Linked DNA regions of Gossypium hirsutum: all the other regions are linked to region 3. Evidence: chromatin contacts called from public Hi-C data. All regions are on one chromosome and are shown on one strand. Each heading gives the region's core, a stretch centred on a gene start, on an enhancer-like site or on the middle of the called end of the contact. The rest is flanking DNA. Distances are from core to core; before and after follow the strand shown. Region 1 holds the start of LOC107957428 (NEDD8-conjugating enzyme Ubc12). Region 2 holds the start of LOC107957425 (homeobox-leucine zipper protein ATHB-40). Region 3 holds the start of LOC107913098 (G-box-binding factor 1).

The links. A called contact is a pair of places that touch in the nucleus more often than the background predicts.
Region 1: a Hi-C map of leaf shows a contact between it and region 3, with 3 times the contacts expected there. The contact joins the promoter of LOC107957428 here to the promoter of LOC107913098 in region 3. A contact is called at or near these places in 4 of 34 Hi-C or Micro-C datasets (leaf and petal).
Region 2: a contact with region 3 is called in a Hi-C map of leaf, with 4 times the contacts expected there. The contact joins the promoter of LOC107957425 here to the promoter of LOC107913098 in region 3. A contact is called at or near these places in 13 of 34 Hi-C or Micro-C datasets (anther, callus, fibers and 3 more).

What each region holds. Positions count from the first base shown.
Region 1 is chrD11:22,964,221-22,969,067 of Gossypium_hirsutum_v2.1, reverse strand. LOC107957428 (NEDD8-conjugating enzyme Ubc12) reads left to right here and starts at 1,843. Exons shown (of 6, transcript XM_016892947.2): 1 at 1,843-1,865; 2 at 2,416-2,529; 3 at 2,762-2,870; 4 at 3,059-3,137; 5 at 3,245-3,361; 6 at 3,442-3,887. The coding sequence starts at 2,421. The coding sequence ends at 3,579. LOC107957427 reads right to left here. Exons shown (of 4, transcript XM_016892946.2): 4 at 4,156-4,847. The coding sequence ends at 4,352.
Region 2 is chrD11:22,903,204-22,908,157 of Gossypium_hirsutum_v2.1, reverse strand. LOC107957425 (homeobox-leucine zipper protein ATHB-40) reads left to right here and starts at 2,710. Exons shown (of 3, transcript XM_016892943.2): 1 at 2,710-2,909; 2 at 2,998-3,311; 3 at 3,914-4,272. The coding sequence starts at 2,798. The coding sequence ends at 4,132.
Region 3 is chrD11:22,730,076-22,734,830 of Gossypium_hirsutum_v2.1, reverse strand. LOC107913098 (G-box-binding factor 1) reads left to right here and starts at 1,422. Exons shown (of 12, transcript XM_016841548.2): 1 at 1,422-1,678; 2 at 3,021-3,154; 3 at 3,274-3,321; 4 at 3,450-3,539; 5 at 3,641-3,730; 6 at 3,831-3,988; 7 at 4,123-4,177; 8 at 4,297-4,345; 9 at 4,522-4,721. The coding sequence starts at 3,095. LOC107913099 (serine/threonine/tyrosine-protein kinase HT1) reads left to right here. Exons shown (of 6, transcript XM_016841551.2): 4 at 197-318; 5 at 411-566; 6 at 640-1,121. The coding sequence ends at 948.

The DNA.
Region 1 (4,847 bases), core at 594-3,093, 230 kb before region 3:
TGTTTTGTTTTTAAATTCTTAGCATTATATGGTTTATAATTTTATTTAAATTGATAAATATTCATATATTATTTCAAATTAAATACTAAAATTATGGTCATGGAATAGTCATTGTTTTCATATCATATTGATTTTATATATTTAAGGTAAATAATAATTAAAAATAAATGTAATTATTTTTAATTTAAAAAAAATAAAAGTAGAACCAGTAAAGTTTTTATATGTAAATGACATGATTGATTGTATATGGTAATTTATTTCCTAAAATAGTACCACTCAAGGAATCCTCTCATCCTTTATTTACCTTCTAAATTATATATGTGTTCACTTGAACCTTTTTTTTTTTTTGGTTAAATGTAGTATTTAAACTTAATTACTGTTACTCGATTAACTCTACGTAAACATTATTTGACTTTACCCGTTTTTTTTAGAATTGAAATGAAAAAAAAAATAGAAAATCTGAATATTAATATTAAAAATAAAAAACAAAATTTCTCCCCCCGTCCCTCTTAGCTCCCTCCCACCACCATTGCTCTCCCCTCCCCCCTCTCCCTTCCTTTTCGTATCAAATTCTTCCCTTGGGCAAAACTTTATATCATGGAATTATTAGTAAACATGGGAAGGAGTAGCAAAGGATACAATCCATTTTGGGAATGATGTTTTCATGGTTCCACCGAGTTCAGGGGGGCTTGCTCTAACTCCCCTGGATATCTCAAGCTAGATTGTGACGCAGCCTTCAACTCTTAGGCTTATAAAGCGAGCACGACAATGATAATTTATGATTTGATCAGTGGCAAGTGATCTCCTCCTCGACAATTGGTAGCATACCCATTCTCAAATTAAAATGACAACAATAAATGCAAGTGAGTGTTAAAGGCCAGTTCTTCATTGCTTAAAAAAAACTTATGACTCCAAATGTACTTTTAAAAGAAAATCTATGAATAACAAGCTGCTTTTGACAAAAATTTTTAGCTTTTCAGAAGTGTTTTTTTAAAAATACTTCTGAAAAGTAGCTGAAAATAAGAAGCTAAAATTTTAGCTTTTCTTCTCCCAAAAGCACTTTCGATGCTTAATTACTTTTTCACCCCTCTAATAACATAGTATTTTTTTTCTTGGTGCTTAATTACAATTGTATTAAAATCATTAATTAAAAATAAAAAATATTTTTAAAATACTAATTATAAATATTTAATGGTTATAGTTAAATATTTAAAATATAGTTTATATATTCTAATTAAATTTTATAAATAATTAATATTTATTACTTAAAAATTTTTACAATTTATATTTCATATATAAAATATTAACAACAAGTTATAATAATTTTTTTATATTATTACTAAAATATAATAATATTAACTAATTTAAATATTATTTAAATGCATATTTGTTACTTGATAATAACATGTTTAAAATGGACATTTTATTTCTCAAAAATATTTTTTGACAATAATATTAAACACTCAAATTTTAAACTAAATTTTTTAAAATTTCTCCTCAAAAACTACTTTTTGCACAACACTCTTTAAAAACATTCTTCAAAAACAATGAAAAATTGGCCTAAAACTATCTCGGTGAAATGTCGTTGAATGTTTTGGTTTGATTACAAATATAAGGCCGCAAAACTGCAGACTCTAGTTTTTCACCAAAGAAAAACCCAAAACAAGTGGGTCCATCCTCCACTCCAGCTTTCGTGTCATTTCCTTTCTCTCTCTTTCCTTTACTTTCCCTTCAGGCATCGATATCCAAATCCCCCTCCTTTTGTCCCTTCTCTTCATCAATTTCCCCTTAGTTTCTGCTTTTTTCTTTAAAACAATAAAGATCCCTTAGTTCCTTCTTTCTTTCTTCGCCTTTTCCTCCAACAGGTTTGTTACAATCTCATAAATCCAACACACTACCTTTTCTTTTCTTTTTTTCTCACTTGCTCTTTTAATCGGCGTTGATTACTTAAGTCTTTTGTTAGATTCATTTTCTCTTTTCTTTAACGATCTCTTCTATTTTTGCAACTAGTTGTATCTTGAATTATGATCTGTTAGAATTAATTTCATTTTGAATCTCTTTTTTTTGTTCAAATTCTATTATTGCAAAGATGGGGAAAAAAAAGAGGCACTTCTTTTGTTTTTTGAAGTAGTTTTAAATTAGTCTACTTAAATAGCTTCGGATCAGGTAAATGAGTGATCTTATTAAAAGAAAACGGATTCTGATCGTCAACAGCTCAAAAGTATGGAAATCGAATTTGATAATAAAGGCTAGATTTTTCAGTTAGGGTTTGTTAAGAACCAAGTGTTTTTGTTTTAATGCTTTGATTTTGAATCTTTAGATTTTGAATGGATATTGCTTTGCTGCGGTAACCGGAATTTGATATTAAGGCTATGGAAATGAATCGGTTCACTTTAAATTTTAATATATATGTAGGAGTTATGATTCGGCTGTTTAAAGTAAAGGAAAAGCAGAGAGAACTTGCTGAAAATGCAAATGGGGGAGCTCCTACCAAAAAGCAAAGTCCAGGAGAGTTGCGTTTGCACAAAGGTTTGCTTCACATATTTAATGGGATTGAGTTGTTTAAATTTCCTTTAGTTCTATGATAAAGATTCATTATTTTTTATGATTTGGTGCTTTTGGTGTGTTATTGCTGATATTCTTCAGCTTTACTGATCTATTCAACTATATGTTGTTCTAGCACTGAATCTATTGGCTCAAGAGCATCTGGTGTTTGATCCAAGTGTGATTCTCATGTTTTATTTTGTCTTTCTACGTGTAGATATTTCTGAGCTTAACTTACCCAAATCTTGTGCTATAACATTTCCAAATGGAAAGGATAACCTGATGAATTTTGAGGTTTCAATTCGACCCGATGAAGGATATTATTTGTAAGGAATTTCTTTCATGCCTCTTATTTTAACACAAGTTTTCTTTTGCTCTCTAGCACAAATTTTTTGGTTAAAGTTTTTGTTTATTGGAGAAGACATGACATGCTTATAAGAGTTTTTTTACGTTCATCTTCTTATATTAATAATGCTATAACAAGTATAAAACTGATTGGCTGCTGCTGTTACAGCTGTGGCACATTTTTATTCTCCTTTCAAGTTTCTCCCGTCTATCCGCATGAGGCACCCAAAGTTAAGTGCAAGACCAAGGTAGTCTGGCTTACCTTGTTTTTATGTTTGTTTTCTAAATTCATGCTGTGGTCTCGCATGCTTTTGGTTATAACCTGGCTTGTATCATGTTGCACTCGAATATCCAGGTCTACCATCCAAATATTGATTTGGAAGGAAATGTTTGCCTTAACATCTTACGTGAAGATTGGAAACCGGTGCTCAATATAAACACTATAATCTATGGTTTATATCATCTTTTCACGGTAATGCCTAGTATATTTATAGCCATAATTCTATGGATTTGCTGCCATCTGATATCTGAATCTTTGAATTTTGTGTGCAGGAACCGAATTATGAGGATCCCCTCAATCATGAAGCTGCTGCAGTGTTGAGGGATAATCCAAAGATGTTTGAATCCAATGTGAGGAGGGCAATGTCTGGCGGGTATGTTGGGCAAACCTTTTTCCCACGGTGTGTCTAGCTTTAGCAAGGTCGCTGAATGCGCAAATGCACGTCATAAACACTTGAGCTTCCATGGGTTGTATAATTTACCTGCAAATTGCCCTCTATTGTCTGCTTTGATTTTCTCACTTTTCCTGCAAGACCAACCAGATAAAAATTCCAACAATGTTTCACTCTAGCTTTTCCCAATGCTGTTGTAAGAATCTGTGGCATATAATCTCAATGTGGAACTAGGATAGAGACAATAGACCGAATTTCATGCACTTGCATATTGTGTGACATCTCTCTCTCTCTCTCTTTCTGAAAATGAATACCTCTCTTTGTTTCTTTCTTTAGCCTGTTTTTGCTTTGAGTGCAAGGATTGAGGTGCTTGTTGAACATTGAGCAACAAATCATTCCCATAATCAAAATAATTCCTGAACCAGATTTCATCTTCAGAGCCATCTTTGAAATGAATCCTTTTTTTATGCATGCACCTTAGGTTACAATTGCATGTTCTTTAGACCTCTTAATTCTGCTTATTAGCTTACAGGATGAGATATAATTCCAATGTGCCTTTAAGTTATATATAAAAGCCTATAATCAAGGCAGCTGATAGAGAAATGGTTTATAATAAAATCGCAATGGTTCTACACTTACAGGCTGGCAATGTATGACCAGCATAATAATGAATTTCTTGACAAGTTAGTGGAGCTTCATGAGCAAGATGTTGCCATAGAAGGTAGTATATGTCTGCCTCATAGTGGAAAGAAATTGTGAACCAAGTTCTCAGAAAATAACCAAGTATTCGATCAAATCATCTCTTCCTCTTTCACAGCCGCCAATCTAACATTTTCACGGTCTCGCCTGAAGAGTTTGTACAACGGCGTGTAACACAAACAACACAAACCAAATGGAATTGCCATCATTGATAGTAGCCCTCTGGACAAAGCAAATGCCTCGCGTGGAGAACCATTGATCGGATCAATAGATTTTGAATCATAACCAAACATTTTCTCTGATAGGATACCTACCAAGGGAGCTGCGAAAGATGAAAACGATCCTTCAAAAGCACGGTCGAATGCATAGATCATGGTCCTATGTTTAGAAGGGACGACTTCGGCAAACATAGGACCATTTGCGGCCGTGGCATTCCAACTGATGGTTAAGCCCATCATAAACAGGGTTGTAGCAAAGGTGTAATAGCTGCTCACTGATTGTGGGATCACTTTAAGAAGGAACAATGAGAATGGTATGCCCATGAAGGCACTGAATTGTGCACATATAATACGCCCAGAATGGGGGTAA
Region 2 (4,954 bases), core at 1,461-3,960, 170 kb before region 3:
GTTTTGGAATTCGTCACCTCAGCTCAATATATATATCATGGCAGGAAGCAAAGCTTTTCTCTGTCCGATGTAAAGTTTCTTGAGTTAATAACATCAAATAATGGGTAAATGGTAATATTAACTTTGGGCAAGTATTTGGTTATGTAAGTATATTTATTTTATATAGATAATGAAGGAGATGGGGGAAGAACAAGTCCACTACATTGTGAAAATCTGTCAAAGAAAATCATTATTGGTTAGAAAAGTAAGAGCATCTTTTCAATGTAATGGCAAAATAGGCAGAGCATTTTCCTTGGCATTTAATTCGTACCAAGTTAAAGCAGGGTGTGTGTGTCTGTGTGTCTTGTCCCATGGTAATTCAAAAGAAGGAACCCCTTAAGTCACCGGGCCACCGCCAGCCGTGCCAACCAACTTGTTCCTCGTGCCACTTAGCCTCCTAGCTAGCTATAGCTAACTTTTAACTTCCCACTGCCATCCAGCCATTGTATTCTGTGGATCAAAGGACCTTTGCTTACTGACTTGATGCAACTCACCCATCAATAAAAAGTTTTTGGCTTTGATGTTCCCTCAAGTGCCTTCATGAAACTTATGGGTGGAGCTCCACCTTATCTGTTTCACATTAATATATTATATTCACGACATGAAAAAATCAATCTCTTTATGAAGTATACATACGAGACTTTTTCCAAAGACACAGACAAAGTGGGTAGTGACTCGTGTCCTTGTCTCCACTCCAATATTCCCCCAAAGCATCAGTCAAGTGAACTAACCATGAGTACACGTAAATTAGTGTACAAGTTTTGTTGTCATCAAAACCACATGAAAGACCAATTAAATCCAAAGGGTGATTAACAATCCAAGTGAATCATAATTTCAGTCGAAATTTGGACCTAAACATAATATATATGAATAGTTAAATTGTGGGGTTTAAGTAAATTATAATTTTGTCACATCAATTTAACACTTTATCAATGGATTTCATTTTTCAATTACAAAATTGTGGATATCAGAAATAATAATAAAAAAAGTTATGTTGTTTTAAGCAGCTCTTCCACCTCATTTACTTTGTTTATTAGTTATAAAATCATAACCCAATCCCCTATCCTTTTGGCTTAAAATCCAATAGTGGAAAAGTTTATCTTAAGAGTGAAATGATGGAAATGTAGGAAACATTATCCAATCAAAAACTAGAAACAAAACTGTCCTCACATGAAAAATGCACTGTAATTACTCTAATTTTATATAAAATCAAGACGTCAACAATGACGACATATCCTCCCTTCTAGTTCTGACCTTAAGAGATTTCTCCAACAACCTTAATATTCTTTCAAAAAGAAAAGACTACTTCCCCGATGCATCTGTAATAATAATATTTCTTAATTCCCTTAAAAGAAAATGATAATACTTAATGAAAGTCCTAACTAATCCCAAATTTTCATAACTTTTCTTTATGTTTTTCACTCGTCTCTCGAGCCACGATTGAGATATGGTTAAAAGTAGTCATGGGGTATTGGCTCATAGTAATAACCATTTTACAGACACATGGAAATAAGTGAAAATAACTCCCAATTGGACAACAATGGCTGACTAGAATGCCCAGATCCAGAGGCCAAACCTAATTTACCAACTTTGTTTATTGACTTCAATAATGGCCAGCTTTGGGATCCCCAAACCCCTTTTAGTTAACTTGCAAAATTATGTATTACTTGCTTGCTTACCACCATCACCCCTTTATCACTTAATTTGGAAAGCCTACCAATCCTAGTTTTGTCTAAGGAGATCACAATTAAGAGAATGATTTATGTTAGGTTTTAAATTAAAATCAGGATAATTATTTCTTTTACAGCTTTCAACGAAAAAAAAAATTGATCCTCATCTCATGCACAGAACTTATATGAAAGAATATCATAGAGGTGTATTTGATAAATTATAGAAAATTTTTAGTATTTAATATTTTAAATTTATTTGGCAATCATTTTAATTTTTACTTACTATAAAATTTTAACCAAAAAGTATTGAATAAGGTAAGGAGATACGTAGCTACTTATCACTTGAGGTAGAAAATATTAAATTGATTTTATTTTATTAAAAATTAAAATAAATTATTATTTTTAAATAAGAAATTCAAATTATCGTATTTTTCTTTCATCTAAAATTATCCAAAATAATATAAAATATTATATTAATAAGATTAAAATTAAAAATAAATAATCTTTTAAAAATTAATATTTATTTTTATCAAACAATATAATTATATTCTGCACTTATATTTACGAATTTTTCAAATAATTTTCTAATACAAATTCAACACTTATAAAATTTAACAATAAAAATTTAATACTTAAAATTTTCACATTTAAAAATTTCAATCCTAAAACTTTAACCAAACCATGTATTATATAGTGAAAAAGAAAACGATGAACTTTTGGAATTTAGGGTTTTGTTGTCCAACTTTATCCACTTGTTGGACGTGGAGATGGCAAATTTGGTTGACAGAATTTTCCAAACTAGTTCAATGATACAGTGTAGATGTGACAGTATTTCTTCTTGTCTCAAACTAGTGTACCAAATTGTAATACTATAATGGCATTGTTGTTATTCATAAGAACGTGATGTCCAATATTGGAAACAAAGGTCTTATGGTAAACAAACAGCTGCTAACTAGTCCTACTCTCAACCCTATAAATAAACCACATCACTTCCTTAACTCATCCATTACTTCTTTCAGGTATCACCCATTTCTCAATTTAAGAAAGCCAGAAAAGAAAACACTCGAAAAGCTAGAAAGAAAAAGAAAATGAGCCAAGATTATGAAATGATGACAAGCCAAATGAATGAACATGAAGATCATATTGCTCTTATCTCCCAAATCTACCCTGGATTTTACACCCAAATTGCAACACACCAAGGTAATGATCAGTGCGGCATGGACTTAAAACCACAAACATATTTATTCTTGCATTGTTTTATAATTAAGCCAGGCTTTTGGTTGAGCAGGGGAACCGAAGCCCCGACGGCGGCGGAAGAAGAACAAGGGAGGGGAGAACAGCCAGTGGGCGGTGGCTAAAAAAAGGAAGCTTAACCAGGAACAAGTCACTCTCCTTGAACTTAATTTTGGTAACGAACATAAACTAGAGTCAGAAAGGAAAGACCGGATTGCTTCAGAGCTGGGACTTGACCCTCGTCAGGTTGCTGTTTGGTTCCAAAATCGTAGAGCTCGTTGGAAGAACAAGAAGCTGGAGGAAGAGTATAGCAAGCTCAAGTCTCTTCACGAAACTGTTGTTCTCGACAAATGCCGACTTGAATCCGAGGTAAGTAAATATACATATATCTTTTATTTCCCAAATGAAATCATTTTAACTTGCAAAAAACAAATTATAATCTGGTTTTAATCACACTTTAAGTTTATTTGGATGTTTAAATGTAAACCCTTTGTTTTTCTTTTAGACATATTTCCTTGTGGTTTCTTAGGAACCAAACAGGGAAAAATATGTATGTTTTCAGAGATTAAATAATTAAAAAAATAATTCAAACTCGAAGAGGCGTTTGTTGGAAGGAAATGAAACTAATTAAGGAAGTAGCAGCGTCTTTGATCTTTATCCTTTTGATAAAAAAAGATATGGTGACCCACCAATATCAGAACATGCACGAGCTCAGGGCTCGAAGTCATGTACTTATGTTGTTGGGTTTAAGCTATTAAAAATATCAGTTAATGAGATCATAAGTTTATGTGAAAGTGGGAAACGATATTCTTGGACAAAAAAAGTGGGAAAACATTGACAAGGAACAACAAACAGCCACCTTATTGAACAACAGAAAGTAGTTGAAAAACAGAGGGTCCACTTCCATACACCATACTGGCTAAGCCCACTTTTACATTCAATTTAAATTTGTTCTTTGGTTACAATTATAGGTGGTAAAGCTTAAGGAGCAACTTAGCGAGGCGGAGAAGGAAATCCAGCAACTGACGGAACGAGTAGATGGGGTTTCCAGCAAAAGTACAAGCTCATCTGTACTGTCAATGGAAGCCATTGACCCAGTTTTCCATGGGGAATTTGGATATGAAGATGTTTTCTATATTGGAGAAAACAATTATGTTCTTGGCATGGAGTGGATGAATCTTTTTATGTAATTATCATATCACTAGTTAGCGTGTGTAGATATGGATAATTAAGACCCCCAAATCCATTGTAATTAATCCTTGATTTCTTTTCTTAACTACTGTTCTAATGTTATATTAAGTGTTGTAATGTCAACTTAGATTCATATTAATTTAGAAATCTCTTTTTAAATAACACTTTTTTACCGCATACTGTATTTGACATTTAAACCTAAATTTTAATTTTTGGCTTTTCAAGTTTTATAGTAAAATTATCGAAACACCTCCTTTTATTCTTTCATCCTCCCCAACAGTATTTTCCTCTTTCGCTTTAATGTATCATTATATTATTTTTTAAAATTTATAATTTAAATTAATTTATTTTTTAATTTTCAACCTCATATTTAAAATAAACATTTTAACCTTCCACTCTAGTTTTTTATAACGATGATTAACAAATAACACTTTTCCACAATACTTTTGAAAATTACTTTCTCTAGCCGATTGAGTCTTAACTGGGTTGACATTAATATTATTATCAGTGTATGAGAACGTGAGTTCGAATGTGCGGAAGCGCATTTAAGGGTCGAAGAGAAACTGTAAATAATTTTAAGCATTGTATCAAAGATAAAATATAATAAAAACTTTTGAAATTAATATTAAAAAATTACTTTCTTTAAAAACACTTTTCAGCCATAATAGTAGTAAAGAATTACACATTTATGTTTATAATCAAACTCTCAAATGGGGTCATAACCTCTACAGTCTTTTTAGTAGAGGTTGAAAGAAAATTGAATTATTAATTTTCTGAACAATAACTTCTCTTAGGTTTTGTTTAACAATTCATTAAAAAAA
Region 3 (4,755 bases), core at 173-2,672:
TTGTGCTGGAACGGAAAGTTTTCGCTGATATGCATTAACATGCCTAAGGACTTTAGAAGCTGATACTAAGAATTTAGACATTGCAGTACTTTTTTATTGTGATTGACCTCATCAATAGACGAACACCTCAAAATTGAGTGAAAATATTATGCCAGAAGACAGTCTGTTTCTTATATATCCTTTAATCTCATGACAGGCAATTTACTTCTCGCCGAGGATAGAACGTGCATCAAGCTGGCTGACTTTGGACTAGCTAGAGAGGAAGTATTGGGTGGAATGACTTGTGAGGCCGGTACTTACCGGTGGATGGCTCCTGAGGTGCTTTTCTTATAATGGTTCTAAATTAATCTAGTAGTGGCTTATCTTCCTAGTTCTGGTAATGTCTAACTTGTTTCTTTTATCCAAATTAGATATACAGCAGAGATCCACTCCCAATCGGAGCAAAGAAACACTATGACCACAAAGTCGATGTGTACAGTTTCTCAATTGTTCTTTGGGAGATACTGACGAATAAAGCTCCATTCAAGGGAAGGGATAATGTAACAGCGGCATATGCAGCGGCAAAGGCAAGCTGAACTTTCATTTGTCATGTCAATACTTTTTAACAATTTCTAACTATATCTCTTTTGCAATCTTCAGAACGAAAGGCCTTCTGTGGAAGGTCTTCCAACAGAGATTGTGTCTCTCCTGCAGTCCTGTTGGGCAGAGGACCCGAAGATTCGACCAGAATTTAAGGAAATCACTGCCTCTCTTACCAACTTCCTCCGCAACTGTAGCCCACCAGAGACTACACCTCCTAAGCAAATGGAAATTGATCGTTCCGGAAGCCATGCAGAGGAAGAGTCGGTCAATCCCGGGCATGTTACAAACAAGTGTAACGACAAGGGGAAGAAATCGAAGTCTTATACCTCATTCTTCATCTGCTTCGATGATTGCTTATCGAATTGATCAGGCAGGATGATGGCTGATCATGTTTTGGGTACAAAATGTACATGAATGGCTTATGCCTTCTTTCAGTAAACATAAACTTCACAGAACTGTCAATTGGACATCAATGCTTTTTATATATACCTCAGAAACAGTCAAAGATATAATTAAATATACATAAAGCTTTTATCAAAGTTTTGTCTTTTGTTTCAAGAGATGTACTAATTTCGTGAATGGGAAGCGTGGTTGGGCTTACTCCGGCTGAGAGAGGGACCAATTTCCATCTGCTAAATGGTGAAACCAGCAGGAACCATGTCCCATCAAGTACGGCTAAATTCCTGAAAGCCAATAAGAATGAAGTCAAAGGCGGTGCATTATAAATGGATAATGTTTCAGTGACGTGGAAGCCACACAAGCCCATACGGATAATAACCTTAAGGGCAAAAAGAAAAAAGCTCAAACCTAAACGATGTAGTTTCGCTATAAAACTTGACACCCCCCTTTCTCTTCTCTTTCTTTTTCTTTCCTTCCAAACTAAACAAAGAACATTGTACTTCAATTTCTCGTACGATTCTTTTATTCTTTATTTGCAGCCGTCGGATAAGGAAATATAAGAAGCAAATAAAAAAAGAAAAGATTGTTTATATAAATAAATGTCTTTCTCTTGGTAATTTCCCCTTTTTATTTATTTATTTAAAGTGTTTCCACTTGGACTTCCTCCTTACTTCCCTTTTCAACGCCATGAAAGCAGGTCTGGTCTTTCTTTCTTCTTCTTTCTTCTTCTTCTTCTTCTTCAAATTTGTTCTTTTTAATATTGTGTTTTTTATATGTAATTTTAAAAGCGTTTAGAAGCTAAATTTCTTTCCTTCTATTTCTGTTCTTTTATGCCATTAATAAATTTGTTTCAGGATTTCTTTCTTTTTCTCTTATCTCATTTTTTTTTGAACTTTGATTTATCAGTTGGATTAGTATTACTTACACGTTCTTCTCTCAACTTTTATCTTTATATTGTTTCTTTTAAGTTTTGGCTGTGTTATGCCTATGGGAAATCGTGTGGTTTTAGCTTGAATATTAAAATTAGCTTTTACTATTTTGGAAAAAAAAAAAAACCCAGTTCTTTAGCATATTCATCAGTAAGGAACTAAGAATCCATTCACTGATAATGTATGTTCTTTTCTTCTTTCTTTCTTTTTTTTTCTAACATGTGGAGAAGGTGTATGGATTCCAGCTGTAATACGACAATTGCTGGTCAACGTTAGGTTTTTACTACAATCTGCATGAAGAATTAAGAGGGCTAATTGTTGATTAGCTTAGCTGTGGTCTATTTAAAACAGATACCGCCAATTTCTACTGATTTTTCTTTTTCTTTTTCCTACTAATTTTTTGTTTAATATAGGAATTGTTGAAAAAGTCGGATTATTCTTTTTGTAGGGAACAAATTGGAGTTAATTAACAAATTCTTAGAATTAAAGGATTACTTTATATTTCAAGGTTGTCCCTTTATGGAAACGATTGATACTCTACCTCTATTTTGCATATGGCTAAATTAGCTACAAACAAGATGCTTTCCTCTGAGTGCTTCACTTGTTAGGACAAGAATGTGTGATTTGTCTTTAAGTTAGTTTATATGGAAGAGTAAATTAACAACCTAATTTGTATCATTTTGTATTTATTCGCTGCTAGTGATGTGACCAAGATAACAGAAGATCTTTAAAAAGTAACAAGTTTATTTCTAGATTTTAGCTTTCTTTAAATGGTTTTTAAGTTATTCTGAAACTGTTTGTAAGTTGTTTTCAATATTTTAGGGTAAGTTTTGTCTTTTGTTGGATCATGTGAGTGTTGTTTACAATGTTGCGGAGCATTGAGGCCGGTTCGATTATTTTTCTCATTGTAGTCCATTCATGATAATATGCTGTCTGAAATCTATTTAGATTTATGCTCGATGGGCTCATAAATGATGTTTCTGCATGTTGCTGATAGCTAGTTATAGTTTCCCATTTTTCTTCCCCTCCTTGTTAGTTGTGTCATTGGTAGATAATTTCTTGTGATCTCTCATCTCTGATATACGTGTTTACTTGGTTTTGGATTCTCAGGTGCTTCATAAAAGTCATTGACGATCAAATTTTATTTTAAAATTGCTGAAATTAAGAAGTTTGCCAAAGTGGTTATGGGAACAGAAGAAGAGAGCTCACCTGCCAACCATTCTAAACCTACTGCTTCAGCTCAGGTATATCATCCTTGCCTTATCTCCACCCAAAGAAAAGAATAATGTGCCCATATTATTCATGTTTTCTCATCACTAGCAAGTGGTTGAACTTTACTGATTTTTCTACTTTTAACTTATAGGAAATGCCTACGACACCTGCATATCCTGATTGGTCAAGCCAGATGCAGGTTTGTATAGTACATAAATCTTACGGTTTGTCTCATTTTTCCACTGTTGATCACATTGATGAAGTTTACTAAAAATGTCTTTGTCCTGTAAATAATTGTTAGAGCTTACAACTCATCTTCTTGTTTAGGCTTATTATGGTGCCGGAGCTACTCCACCTCCCTTTTTTGCCTCAACTGTTGCTTCAACGACTCCGCATCCATATATATGGAGAGGCCAGGTGATTCCTCTTTTAAAATCACTATTGCCTAATCATTTGTTTCCTTCAATGTTTGATTCAAGTAAGGTTCTTACTTTTCTTTTCTGTTGATTATCTTTCAGCATCCTTTAATGCCTCCATACGGCACCCCAGTTCCGTATCCAGTTATATATCCTCCAGGGGGAGTATATGCACATCCTAATATGGCCATCGTAATATTAGATTTTTTCTCTTTATGTGTTTTCCTCTTGCAGTATATTCCCAGTTGTTCATAAAATAAATGCCCTTTCCTCATAGCAATTTTTTCTATAGGCTCCAAGTTCTGCACCAAATAATGCTGACCATGAAGAGAAGAGTGCTGATGACAAGGATCGAGGTGCCACCAAAAAATCCAAGGGAACTTCAGGAAGCAAGGTTGAAGAGAGTGGAAAGGCAGCTTCCGGATCTGGAAAAGATGGCGGCTCTCAAAGGTGCACTAGACTTTTGATGTTCCAATCTTTCCTCAAACAATTTTCACATTCACTCTCAACATGGATTTTGATTAAAGAATTTTCTTTGATTTTTTTGTACATGCCTTTCCTAATTTTAGTCGCTTTCTTAACAGTGGTGAAAGTGGCAGTGAGGGTACAGCAGATGGAAGCGATGAGAATAATCAACAAGTATGTGCGTAATTATCATTATTTGGTTGTCATCAAGGGCACGGATGATTTACTGGCTAGCATGTTAATATGATGAATTGTCCTTTCTAATAATTATGTGCCCTTCTTTTTCTCTTTAGGAACCTGGTGCTGTGAAAAAGGGAAGCTTTGGACAGATGCTTGCAGATGGTATATTAAGTTTCCTCATCTAATTTCGGCTTTTATTGTTGGATAAATCAATCAAAGAAGCTTCAGCTTATTTTGAAAAAAAAAAAAAAGTTTCTCTTTATGTTTTCTAAGTGTACTTATGATAATAAACATGGGTTTGATTTTATATTCCAATTACAAATCACTCTTTGTACCAGCCAATATGCAGAGTAATACTGCTGTGGCTTTGGTTCCTGGGAAACCCGTAGTCCCTGTTCCTGGAACTAATTTGAATATTGGGATGGACATATGGAGTGGTGCCCCTGCTGCCACAGGAGCTGCAAAAATGCGACCCAACGTGTCTGGTGCTGTAGCTGCAGCTGCTCCTGGAGTTGTAATGCATGACCAGTGGATTCAAGTATGAGCCTTGTTGATTTTTGTTTCTTTTTTTG